2 separate regions of the Sus scrofa genome follow, and region 2 is linked to region 1. A link is a contact called in public Hi-C data. All regions are on one chromosome and are shown on one strand. Each heading gives the region's core, a stretch centred on a gene start, on an enhancer-like site or on the middle of the called end of the contact. The rest is flanking DNA. Distances are from core to core; before and after follow the strand shown. Region 1 holds the start of GM2A (ganglioside GM2 activator). Region 2 overlaps TNIP1 (TNFAIP3 interacting protein 1).

What was found. A called contact is a pair of places that touch in the nucleus more often than the background predicts.
Region 2: a Hi-C map of liver shows a contact between it and region 1, with 4 times the contacts expected there. The contact joins the enhancer-like site here to the promoter of GM2A in region 1. A contact is called at or near these places in 1 of 5 promoter capture datasets (fetal skeletal muscle), 2 of 47 Hi-C or Micro-C datasets (embryonic fibroblasts and liver) and 1 of 2 datasets of contacts at active chromatin or transcription factors (alveolar macrophages).

What each region holds. Positions count from the first base shown.
Region 1 is chr16:71,763,860-71,770,255 of Sscrofa11.1, forward strand. GM2A (ganglioside GM2 activator) reads right to left here and starts at 4,013. Exons shown (of 4, transcript XM_013984919.2): 1 at 3,863-4,013. The coding sequence starts at 3,940.
Region 2 is chr16:71,964,641-71,971,072 of Sscrofa11.1, forward strand. It overlaps TNIP1 (TNFAIP3 interacting protein 1), which reads left to right. Exons shown (of 17, transcript NM_001145987.1): 8 at 935-1,024; 9 at 3,324-3,389; 10 at 3,557-3,688; 11 at 6,348-6,432. Among named protein-coding and RNA genes, the nearest start is that of TNIP1, 20 kb to the left of the region's middle. Within about 2 kb of position 3,586, at least 6 of the 83 cell types and tissues checked have an H3K27ac peak or open chromatin away from gene starts, as enhancers often do. A contact at or near this core is called in liver, where this site is marked.

The DNA.
Region 1 (6,396 bases), core at 2,763-5,262:
CAGAGTCTGATAACTAAAACTGTCATTGTTGATAAGTTGCTAACGTACTGAAATAGTTGTTATAGGTATCATCTTGAATGGTAAACGCAGGTGGTTTCTCCAGGGCAAGTGGAGCTAATAGACCCCTGAGCCATGAACCATCTGGCCAGAGAACTATAAACCAGAGATAACCTAACCTCCCGAAACGACAATTAAGACATGTCACAGAAGGATGACTAAGCCCATCCTCTTTGTTCCTCCCCTTACAAAAAAATCCTAACTCAAAAGACTAAGTTGGAGCAGATCTGAGGCTTATCTCCACTCCCTCCCTGGCCCCCTGCAATAAATGCTGGTCCTTGCTTCACCTCCACACAGTATCAGTACACTGGCTTTGCTGCGCACAGGGGACCAGAGCTGAGAGCAGCTTGGTAATACGGTTTCCAAAGCATTCTATTAGCTATGTCATTCATTCATTCAACAAGCATTTGCTGAGCAGAGCAGTGCCAATGTCCAGCGCTGGCCTGCAAAACCGAATCCGCTGGCACGCAAAGTGCTCACTCCAGGTGCCTCGCACAAGATCGCTGCCCGGCTGGGCGGGAGCCTGAGTGAGGGTGACGGTCGCTACCTGTAGTACCGCAAACGGCCGGCAGGGGGCAACCACTACCCAATTCGTGCTCCTTGTTGCCAGCCACCTGGCCCGGTGTAAACAGACTGATTTTTCAAGAGAAGCTGGAAATCCAGGCTTTTATGTGAATGTTTCACATCGCTAAGGATGGGTAGCTAGTTCAGATCATAATAAAAGACTGGGTGAGCTAAAGATGAGTGTGCAGGACAGATGTACCCTGAAGAACTCCAGTGGGCACACTCAGAAGTTTGACCGCAGACTGTGGGATCCTGATTTCATTCAGAAATGCCAACGCTTTACATCATTCGTCGAACGCCCGCATTTTGCATGAGGTTCAGAGAAAAGACGGACTTGCCCAGGTTTCCTAGGGCAGAGCCAAGAGTAGGACCAGGGGAATCCTGACATCTTGTCCAGGTCTTCTGGCCGTGGGAAATTTTCCTACCAGAACCCTGGGGTCTTAGCGAGAAGAGACTATAGCTCCAGTGAGGGTGTGTTCCGAGGGCAGGTCCTGCCCAGGGGGAGCCCTGACGGGGCTGGGGAGGTCGCCAGAGCCCAAGGGCGGGGGAGGGGGGGAGCCGGAGTTTATTTTTAGCTGCCTAGAATGTGCCTCTAAGCCTTATTTAGACATCAGGCGACAGGGTGAGCTGGAGGCAGCAGGGGCGGGGGAGGAGATAGCCCTCTCCCCCTCCGGGGCTCCTCTTACACTGCTCTATCCCGCCCGCCCCCTTATCCTGCTTTCTGGGGGCTCTGGGGCCGCTGTAAATAGCAGCCCTTGCTGGCGTGGGCGCTGCCCTGTTCAGGCTGGCTTGCTGCCTCCTCCACCTCCACCCCCCTCGCTCCCCATTCCCCACGATCCCGCAGAGAAATAGAAGTCCAGAGTCCTAGAATGTTTGCTCTTCTTCAGGGGCCACAGTCCCCTTTGGAAAGCTGTAGTGAATTACCACGGTGATTTAGAGCTTAGATGTGGAGGCCGATGGACCTGGGTTCCACTCGAGCGAGCATATGACCCTAAGCAAGTCCTTATACTCCCCCAAAGCGTTTCCACTTTAGTACAGTGGAAAGAGTAATCCCTCCAATCTTCTGCCTGGCTCCTGAAGATTAAATGTGATAAAGTATGTACAGACCTTAGCATATCATAGCAAATCCTCATTAAATGAGAGCAACGGTAATTAAAGCCATAGGCCCTCTACCCAGAAAAAAAAAAAAAAAAAAACGGAATTGCTCGAACATGCGCAATTGTGTATGTAACTTCAGGCAGTTCAGGTAGCCTCTGAAGCCTGCTGATCCCACTCCAGCTTTGCATCCAATCCAGCTCATTCATTCATTCATTCATTTGCTCCCCAAATCTTTGCTAGCGCTTACACAGTGCCAGGCACTGGGGAAAGTGTCGGGTGGGGATGAGGCCCGAGAAGTGAATGCATGTAAATTATCCCAGAGTCAAAATACAAATCAGTAGTAAGCCAAGGATCCGAATGAGAGTCTCTCTTGTTTCCAAGGCAACTTTCTTGACGTGTAATTGAAATACAAAAAACTGTACATAGGGAGTTCCCGTCGTGGCGCAGTGGTTCACGAATCCGACTAGGAACCATGAGGTTGCGGGTTCGGTCCCTGCCCTTGCTCAGTGGGTTAATGATCCGGTGTTGCCGTGAGCTGTGGTGTAGGTTGCAGACGCGGCTCGGATCCAGCGTTGCTGTGGCTCTGGTGTAGGCCGGTGGCTATAGCTCCGATTCAACCCCTAGCCTGGGAACCTCCATATGCCGCAGGAGCGGCCCAAGAAATAGCAACAACAACAAAAAGACAAAAGACAAAAAAAAAAAAAAAGACAAAAAAAAAAACTGTACATAAACATATGTGATTGGATGAGTTGGGACATATGCGTGCACCTCTGAAACCATCACCTTGGCCAAGGTAACAGACACGGCCATCACCTCTGAAAGATTCCTTGTGCCCTTTTGGTTTTGGTTTTTGTTTTTGCTTTGTTTTGGGGGTAAAACCGCTTAGCAAAGATCCACCCTCTCCGCCCAGTGCTTTCAAACTGCTGACTGCGACACTGATGTACTAAACATCTCCAGCGCCACCATTCTATACTCTGCTTCTATGAGACAGGCTAGTTGAAACCCTCAAAAAGCGGAATCATGCTGTACATGTCCCGTGACTAGTTTATTTCACTTAGCGTAATGTCTTCCACGTTCAGCCATTGTCACAAGTGGCAGAATTTCCTTTTTTAAAAGGCTAAATACAATTTGATTACATGCATACACCACATTTTCTTTATCCATGTATCTATCAGCGGACACTCGGGTTGTTTCCATAGCATGGCTATTGTTTTTTGTTTTTTTCTTTTTTTCTTTTTAGAGCCACACATGTGGCATATGGAGATTCCCAGGACGGGGTCTGAATCAGAACTGCAGCTGCCAGCCTACACCACAGCACACAGTATCTGAGCCACATCTACAACCTACACCACAGCTCACGACAATGCCAGATCCTTAACCCACTGAGCGAGGCCAGGGACCGAACCCACATCCTCATGGATGCTAGCTGGGCTCGTTACTGCTGAGCCACAGTGGGAACTCCTTGGCTATGTTAATAATGTTGCATTGAAGGTGGGAGTACAGATATCTCTTCATGACCTTGATTTCGATTCTTTTGGATATATACCCAGAAATGAGACTGCTGCATCACATTAACGTATTTTTTAATTTTTTGAGAAACCTTCCTACTGTTTTCCATAGCAACTGTACCATTTACGTTCCCACCAACAAGTACCAAAATGAAAGTCTCTAGAATCCCAATCTTTTTCTTTCTTCTTTTTTTTTTTTTTGCTTCTTAGGGCTGCACCTGCAGCATACGCAAGTTGCCAGGCAAGGGGTCGAATGGGAGCTACAGCTGCCAGCCACAGCAAGGCAGGATCCAAACCGTGTCTGCAAACTACACCACAGCTCACAGCTATACCAGATTCCTGACTCACTGATCAAGGCCAGGGAGCGAACCCACACCCTCATGGCTACTAGTTGGATCATTTCCGCTGTGCCACCACGGGAACTCCAATCCTGATCTTGATCGCTTTGAGAAAGAACTTCTTTCTCTGCAAAGAGACCACAACAAAGGTCCCTTCCACTCACAATTAAAAAAAAATCATTATATATTAAAAAAATATATATCAATAGCATCCATTCCCTCAGGACCCCTACCCCAGCAGGCCCTTGCCTGCATTCTCCAGCATTGCCCTACCAATTTTAGCTTCTACTTGCATACCTTCTGCAGTGGGGACCTCACTCCCTGCCAAGCCAGACTGCTAAATCTTGGACCGGGTGGAAAGTCTTTCCTCCCCATGAGCCGGACCCCGTGTTCTTGGGCTCCTCTACGCACTGCTTCTGGTTTTCCAAGAAAGCTCCAAACACTGATTATCTTCAAGCGCTCCCTATGCCAAAGTGCCCTGAAGAAGGAGGAGGGGGGATGGGGCGCCCTGGAGATTTGATCTCCCTCCAGACGTGGCCAGCCTCTAAGCCCTGCCTGAACTCGGGCCCTCCCAGAGATCCAGGTTCTGCAGCTGCTTCTTTAAGAAGCGCCATGGGGGCTGGTCCTTGCTACTGTCCTTGGATCCTGTCCAGACCCTGATTTAAAAGGTATTGCAACTTTTTTAAAAAACAAACATGTGTTGTAACCCCAGGCCCTGGTAACCACAACACTGCCGGCTGCTAGCAGCCACCTCCCAGGCGGAGAGGAGAGGAAACCGCTCTCTGCCCACCGCCTACCCGGGGGCACCCACACTCGCCTGCAGTGCCCGCCTGGTTACCATATTATCTCAGGGTGGAGGCCGGGAGCGCAGTTGGGGCAGGGCCTGAGCCTGACTTGGGGCTGCAGCTCTTCTTCCAAGTGCTTTTGGACCGGTTCCCTCCTGTTCAATGGCTCCGGAATAGAGCTTTCTGTCGGACCTCACCCGCGCCCCAGAGGGACCGCAAATAAAGCAATCTGAGGGTGATGCCCCCATTGTCCCCAGGATAAAATAAGAACATCTCGGCCAGGCTGCCAAGGCTCTCTGTGTGCAGTCCCTAAGCTCACCCAGCACTCCAGCCTCCCAGAGTGGCAGAGCGCCCCTGAAAGCCCACACGGCACTGGGCAGGAATGTTCTCCCCCACTTTCTTTGATTAATTTTAATTTTATATATGTATATATTGCAAAAACTATCACCACAGTAAGGTTAGTTAACACACCCATCGCCTCACAGCGTTACACCTCCCCACTTTCTTTTTTTTTTTTTTTTTTTTTGTCTTTTTGTCTTTTTGCCATTTTCTTGGGCTGCTCCCGTGGCATATGGGAGTTCCCAGCTAGGGGTTGAATCGGAGCTGTTCCTCACTTTCTTGACAAGAAGAATCCTTGCTTAACTTACAGAGCCCAGGTTAAATGTCACCTCCCTGGGGAAGCCTGCCCTTCCCTTTCCTCCCAGATAGAGTCTGTTGCTCCTTTTTGCTTCCATGGTATTTTTCCATATCCTTTGTTACAATATCTGTCTAGCTGGACCAGAGGCCATCTCACCTCCTGTAGATATTTTGTTTAGCTTTCATGATGGGGTGTGTGTGTGTATGCGCGCGCGCGCGCGCGTGTGTGTGTGTGTGTGTGTGTGTGTGTGTGTGTGCGTGTAAGAGAGAGAGATTTTACATTAACCCTCCCCCCCCTCAGAGTTCTAGTTTCTCTTGAAAATTTAGGTCAGGCCATCTTGGGGTTTCATTTCCTGCTAAGGCCCATCCACCCCAACTTATCCACCTGTGCGCCTTTTATTTTTTTTTTTTTTTTAATTAAAAAAAAAAATGTTCTGGAGTTCCCGTCGTGGCGCAGTGGTTAACGAATCCCACTAGGAACCATGAGGTTGCAGGTTTGGTCCCTGCCCTTGCTCAGTGGGTTAACGCTCCGGTGTTGCAGTGACCTGTGGTGTAGGTTGCAGACGCGGCTCGGATCCTGCATTGCTGTGGCTCTGGCGTAGGCCGGTGGCTACAGCTCCGATTCGACTCCTAGCCTGGGAACCTCCATATGCCGCGGGAGCAGCCCAAGAAATGGCAAAAAAAGACAAAAATAAATAAATAAATAAATAAATAAAAATGTTCTTTGCTTTTTAGAGCTGCACTCACGCATATGGAGGTTCCCAGACTAGGGGTCAAATTGGAGCTACAGCTGCCAGCCACCGGCAGAGCACAGCCACGCCAGATCCTTAACCCACTGAGTGAGGCCAGGGATCAAACCCACAACCTCACGGTTCCTAGTTGGATTTGTTTCCACTGTGCCACTATGGGAACTCCCCAGTTTATACCCCACCCCTGTCTTAGGCCCATTACAAACCTACCAGCCTTGTAGACATTTGGGTTTTAAACCTTGAACCTAGACCATACGTCTTATGTATTCTGGCTTGCTCCCATTTACAAATATTTTGTCTCCTTTTTCCCCACAAACCACTTAGATGTCCCAGAAATTCCAGTATGTCGGCAAAAAGTAAATGAACAGAATCAAGTCGATAAAAAAAAATATAAATGTCAGGGAGTTTCTGTGGTGGCGCAGCGGTAACAGACTCGACTGGTATCCATAAGGACACAAGTTCGATCCCTGGCCTTGCTTAGTGGGTTAAGGATCCGGTGCTGCTCTGAGCTATGGTGTAGGTTGCAGACGTGGCTCAGATCTGGCATTGCTGTGGCTACAGCATAGGCTGGCAGCTGCAGCTCTGATTCAACGCCTAGTCTGGGAACCTCCATATGCCATGGGTGTGGCCCTAAAAAGAAAAAATATATATATATGTGTGA
Region 2 (6,432 bases), core at 2,336-4,835, 200 kb after region 1:
CCATTTGATATGCCTTTCTTCTTCTTTTTCTTCTTCTTCTTCTTCTGCACTTCTTTACTTTCTGGCACCATAAATTGCTCCATATTCACGTTCTGTTTTCCTGCCCCACCCCTGAAACTAACCACTTCTCCAAGGAGCCCTGTGTCTTTTCCTTGAAGAGTGGTACTTAGAAACCAAAGATCTGTGCTCATTGTTACTGGAGTGACACTGCTTCAGGCCCTCTCAGCGGTCAGAGCTAGGAAATACATGTACTAATCACACATGCACACACATCCTTATTTATTTGTCTATCTCTAAAAAAAATTTTTTTAAATAGGGGATTTCCCATCATGGCGCACTGGAAACGAATCCGACTATGAACCACAAGGTTACGGGTTTGATCCCTGGCCTCGCTCAGTGGGTTAAGGATCTGGTGTTGCTGTGAGCTGTAGTGTAGGCTGCAGATGCAGCTTGGATCTGGTGTTGGCTGTAGCTCTGGTGTAGGCTGGCAGCAACAGCTCTGATTAGACCCCTAGCCTGGGAACCTCCATATGCCAAAGGTGTGGCCCTAAAAAGACAAAAAAAAAAAGTGTGTAACTTTTGCCTTCCAGGCCAGAAGATTTGGGGCAAATGGGTGGGGGAGGGGAGGGCAGCCGGCAGCACCTTAGAGATGCAGCCAGAGCAAGGAAAGAAGTGGCTGTGGGGAGGGGAGGGGAAGAGGGACCGAAGGGCCTAGGAGCCACCGAGGGTGAGCGAGGGGAATAGTGATCTCCGTGGACTTCCTGAAGGGGCTCAGTCATGGCCGGGCCGAGGAGCCGTGTCCTGGTGGGTGGAAGGGTGGAGAGGCAGGGGATGGAAGCCTGGGTCTCAGGGGTGAGCAGCCTTAGAGGAGCACCGCGTGGTGAGAGAGTTGTTATTGGAGGCTTTGCTGAAGGCCCCTCTGTCTTCTTCTCAGGCTGGCATGTCAGAAGGTAAAATCCCAGAGGTGGGGGCCTTGGGAGCAGCTGAGAAGAAAGTGAGGATGCTGGAGCAGCAGCGCACGGAGGTAGGTACCAGAGAGGGTGGTGGTAGTCGGGGAGACCCTGCCTCCCTCCTAGCACCAGCAGGACAAAGGCCCTTCCCAGCCCCCGCGTCTAGCTGGTCCCAGATCTCCGTGATGAGTTGCCATGGTGACCGCTGAACCATCTGCCCATGGGTGAGACATACAGCCTTGGCCTGGGCTCCATCTCCTGATCAGTCCCCCTGCCTGCAAGAGTCATTCTGAAGAGGTGGCATTGGGGCCTGGCCTCAAATTGGGGGTTAGGGGAGGGGAAGAACGTTTAGGAAGGTTCCTGATGGTAGAAAGAGGTTGTCCAAAGAGGCAAGTTTCAGCCTCAGGAGCGGGGCATCTGGGGTTCATCTGGCACTGCGTAGCTGGTTCAGGGAGGGACTCACAGAAGGAGTGAGCCCGTGCCTGCTTGGAGCACTGCTTCTGATCAGCTGAGAGTCCCCAGAAGCTGGGCTCTTCCCTGTTCGTCCTCTGTCCCCGATCCCCAGTATGTTTGGGCCAGCAGCGGGAGTCCACCCCTCTCTGTTCAAATTGAGCCCCTCCTCTCCACGCAGCTCAGGTCCTTGTCCGAGTCCTGGGCCTTCCTGCCCTTCCTGCTCCTCCAGCACATTTGAAAGTCAGGCTGTATTGATTTTTTTGTTCGTGTGATTTTAGTTTTCTTTTTGTATTGCTGTAAGTTATTTTTTTCTGATTATAAAAGTAATACCATGTTCATTATAAAAAGACAAAGAATCTCACCTCCTAGAGATGACCAGAGGTGACAACAGTTCATTGCAAACTCTTCAGTTTTGTCTGTGTACTTTCTCATATACAAAGTTTGTAAAAACACACCATACATACTGCATTGCAGATTGCTTTCTTCTTTCTTTCCTTAAAATTAACTGTATCCTTGTGGGTATTTATTTATATATAAGACATACTCTACATTCCTTTAATTCTGAGTACTTTTTATCATATATTAATGTTTTTGAAATTGGATTACCCTCTCCCAATTTATTTATTTAATGATGTTGGATTGTTTTCTTCGTGGAAGAATTGTTACATCAAGATCTGTCAAATCATTACTGTCATCTTAGAACGAGGCAATGTATCAAACCCCTGATATTTTTTTTGGGGGGGGCACACCGCAGCACATGGAGGTTCCCAGGCTAGGGTTCTGATCGGAGCTGTAGCCACCCGCCTACATCACAGCCAGAGCAATGCCAGATCGAAGCCGCATCTTTGACCTACACCACAGCTCACGGCAGCACCGGATCCTTAACCCACTGAGGAGGGCCAGAAAAGGCACCTGCATGGATACTAGTCTGATCCGTTTCCACTGAACCACGCTGGGAAGTTCAAACCCCTGCTTATTAAGTAGCTGCACGGGGCTCCGTTTTCTGTTTATTGTATAATTTTCTTAACCTACTTCTGATATTCTGGTTGGCCTCTGGATTATTTTCGGTATAAACATTGTTGGGATGGTCAGCGATACACACATTTTTTAGGCGCTTGGGCATGTGCTTCTTTCGGGAACATTTTTTTCGGAGTGGAATTATTTAGTTAAAGAGAATGAGAACATGAAGGTTTTTTGTTTTGTTTTTGTCTTTTTTTCTTTTTTGGAGGCATATGGAGGTTCCCAGGCTAGCAGCTACAAATCGGAATTGTAGCTGCTGGCCTACACCACAGCCATAGCAATGCCAGATCCAAGCTGCATCTGCGACCTACACCACAGCTCACAGCAATGCCCGATCCTTAACCCACTGAGCGAGGCCAGGGATCGAACCGCATCCTTATGGATACTAGTCAGATTTGTTTCCACTGAGCCACGACGGGAACTCCGAGAACTTGAAGTTTTAATACATGGTCCCAAATTGCCCTCTACATGGATGTGTGTTCCATAATTCGACACCAAAATTATACCCTGTTTTGATATCTTGGTATTAGTCTCACCTCCCTGGCGTTGGTAAAATGTGGCAGTTGATAAAGGTGACTTACTTTGAGGAGTGGGGTGTGTGTGTGTGTGTGTGTGTGTGTGTGTGTGTGTGTGTTTTGGCTGCAACATGCAGCAGCCTAATGTGGGATCCCAGTTCCCAGGCCAGGGATCGAACCCAAGCTGCAATGTTGAAAGCTGAGTCCTAACCGCTAGACCACCAGGGAACTCCTGAAGAATGTTTTTGAGAAGTGCAGGAACCAGGCAGTGCGTGTAGCTGCCGTGCACACATGCTGTGCACACCTGGAAAGCTGATGTTGGTGGAATTGGCTCTTGCTGGTCCTTCTCTGTTGTCTCCTGCTAACCCCGTTCTCTCTCCTGCAGCTGCTGGAAGTGAACAAGCAATGGGACCAGCACTTCCGGTCCATGAAGCAGCAGTACGAGCAGAAGGTAGCGAGAGGGTGATGGGAACTCAAAGCTGGACCCTGCCTTCTCGCCTGGGCCCTTGGGGCATTCCCAGCACCCTGCGTGCCTCCTCCCTCGCAGCAGCAGCCTTGAACCTGGAACGTTCACCCCTGGGGCCCTCACCTGCTCCCCTTCTCTGCCTCTCCACCCAGATCACTGAGCTGCGCCAGAAGCTGGCAGATGCGCAGAAGCAGGTGACTGACCTGGAGGCTGAGCGGGAGCAGAAGCAGCGTGACTTTGACCGCAAACTCCTCCTGGCCAAGTCCAAGATCGAAATGGAGGAGGCAAGTATGACTCCCGGTCCTGCAGGTTCGGCTCTGCGGGTTCTCTCCTCCCCATCAGCGGGGAGCTCAGTGGAGTAAACACGCAGGGACCGGAGTCCAGGCCTGGGGTCCCGGTTCTGGCTCTCGGGCTTGAGGGCTCTGTGGCCAGAGGCAAAAGCACTTTGTTCCCTGTGGCTCAGTTTTCGCTCTGAAGGTTGAGGCGATTGGATTGGCTTTTCATTTCTTCTTATTTTCCTACAGAAGAGTTTTTTGTTTGAGTAAAATCTGACATCCCAGGGAAGCACAGAATGAAAACGAGATCTAGCAGGCCTGCTTTATGACGAAGTGGGGGGTGCTGCCGAATGTTTGGAGTGGTGGTGGCTGTTTGCACGGGAGGGACTCCAGCCTTAGAGCTTCCTTTTAGTCCTCCGTCTGGTCGCCGTCCAATAGATGGTGCTCCGGGCACTGTGCCGGGCACACAGACTCAGTGGCGAATGGTCAGTCCTGCCCTTGGGGGAAGAGAGGCGGGATATGTGATTACAGAAGCGGATGAATAGAAGCGTGTTAAATGACACAGGAGAGGTTACAGGGATGAGGGAGACGGCGTAAAGAGCGACCAGATCCATTCTAGGGGGAGCCGGGAAAGGTCCCCTGAAGAAGTAGCATCGGTCTGTCTTGGGTGGGACTGACACCAGGCAAGGCCGTTCGGGATCCCGGAGCAGATTAAAGTGGAAGGGCTAGTTGACCTCCAGGCTCTCTGGAGATGTTTTTTTATGTCCCGCTCTTCCCCTTCATGAGAACTGGGCACAGGCTTCCTTTGCTTAACTTAGAAATGGCCATTTCCAGCACGGGGTTGCATTTCAGAGTTCCCTTCCAGCAGCATGTCACACCCCGGGGCCTCATCCGAGTGGTTGGCCTGCCTCGGTGATCGCCCATCCCTTGGGGGTGTGTGTTAGGGGGACACGCCTGTGTTTCCTCATGAGGGCACAGTCACAGGGACTCTTGGCTCGATCCTGGCTCACATGGCTGGGTGAGATAAGCTCCTGGGATCTGACACCCTTCCCCCGCAGCTGGGGGAAAGGTAGGTGGCTCCAGACAGAGCGTGGCCCTGTGCATAAGGACATGTGGCGATAGAGGCCGTGCTGGCCCGGGAGCCTCTTCACTGGGCGTCTGCCGCTCTTGCCACAAGGCCTGACCAAGGTTGCCCTTGGCCATCTCTGGCTGAAAGCAGCTCACCAGCTAGTCTGTAGAACACTGACTACAAGTTACCCAGAGCTGGGATGAAAACAAACCCCTGTGACCCACCTCCTGATGCCCATGATTTGAACCCATAGGTGTAAAGTGTTCCCGTGATACAGATGAGGTGAGAGCTTCCCTGGGCCATCTCCATTCACCACCCCCTCCCCCAATTCCAAGTCCTCCCCAGCGGTAGCCGGGCATTTTGGTGTGTCTTTCCAGGTCTCTGATCACATATGTACACATAGAAATAGACAGTTTAGTGTGGGTGTCCTGGTCTTTCTTCTGCACAGTGCACTCGCTTCCATTTTTTTCGTCTTTTTTTTTTTTTTTGGTCTTTTTGCCTTTTCTAAGGCCACACCTGCGGCATATGGAGGTTCCCAGGCTAGGGGTCTAATTGGAGCTGTAGCCACCAGCCTACACCACAGCCACAGCCATGCGGGATCTGAGCCATGTCTGCGACCTACACCACAGCTCATGGCAATGCCAGATCCTTAACCCACTGAGCAAGGCCAGGGATCGAACCCGCAACCTCATGGTTCCTAGTCAGATTCGTTAACCATTGTGCCACGATGGAACTCCCCCTCTTCCATTTTAAACCCTTCCTTCGGCCTGCAAGGAGACAGAGAGCAGCAGAATTAGGACACCTGAGCTCTAGTCTAGCCCCAGCTCACTGGGTGGCCTTGGGTAAGTCACCTCCCGTCTTTGGACACGCATTTCCGGTTGTATAGAGGGACTAGGACTCAGTGCTCTATGAGGGCCATTCCAGCTGGGGCTTTTTGCGATAAAGACCCTGGATTGTTCCATAGTAGGTATGGAAGCAGTGCCTCCACCTTGAAGCCTTCCTTGGTTTCTTTTTGGCCGGAGTGGTCTTTTAACCTCACAGCACTTTGTTTTTCTGTGGAGGAACACGTCCTGCCTTCTGCTGTGTGTGTTTCTTTGAGGGTCTTCTCCCCTCTGGGCTCAGAGACGAAGAGCTTGAAAGGGTCTGTAAGGACTCAGTGGCCTATCCTTTTCTGTGCATCATAGAAGACCCCCGTGTGAATCTGGCTCTTTTTTTCTAGAAAATTGCACAGACAACACTGTGCACTCAGTCTGGGGGCTCACGGACCTCCTGAAGCCTATCCGTGACTCCTGCAATGAACCCCTTGCCCATGGCAAATAGGTGAGCTTAGACCAGACAGGGCTGTGACAGTGCCCACAGCCTCAGCTCATTCGTGGAGGAGCTGGTGGCGGAACCCAGGGCCTTCGCTCCGCGGAGCCGTCTCTTCCTTGAGGACAGGACTGTGTGAGCGTTAGCGCTCTCAGCCAGGTGTCTTGCCCAGAGCCTTATGCGGAGTGAGAGCGAGACGGGAGCCAGGGCTGCGCGAGGGGTGGAGCAGGCAGGCAGGAGTCCAGGCCTCCTGGAGAGGCTCCCTGCTTACAAGCCCCATGTTCTCTGCAGACCGACAAGGAGCAACTGACAGCAGAGGCCAAGGAGCTGCGCCAGAAGGTCAAGTACCTGCAGGATCAGCTGAGCCCGCTCACTC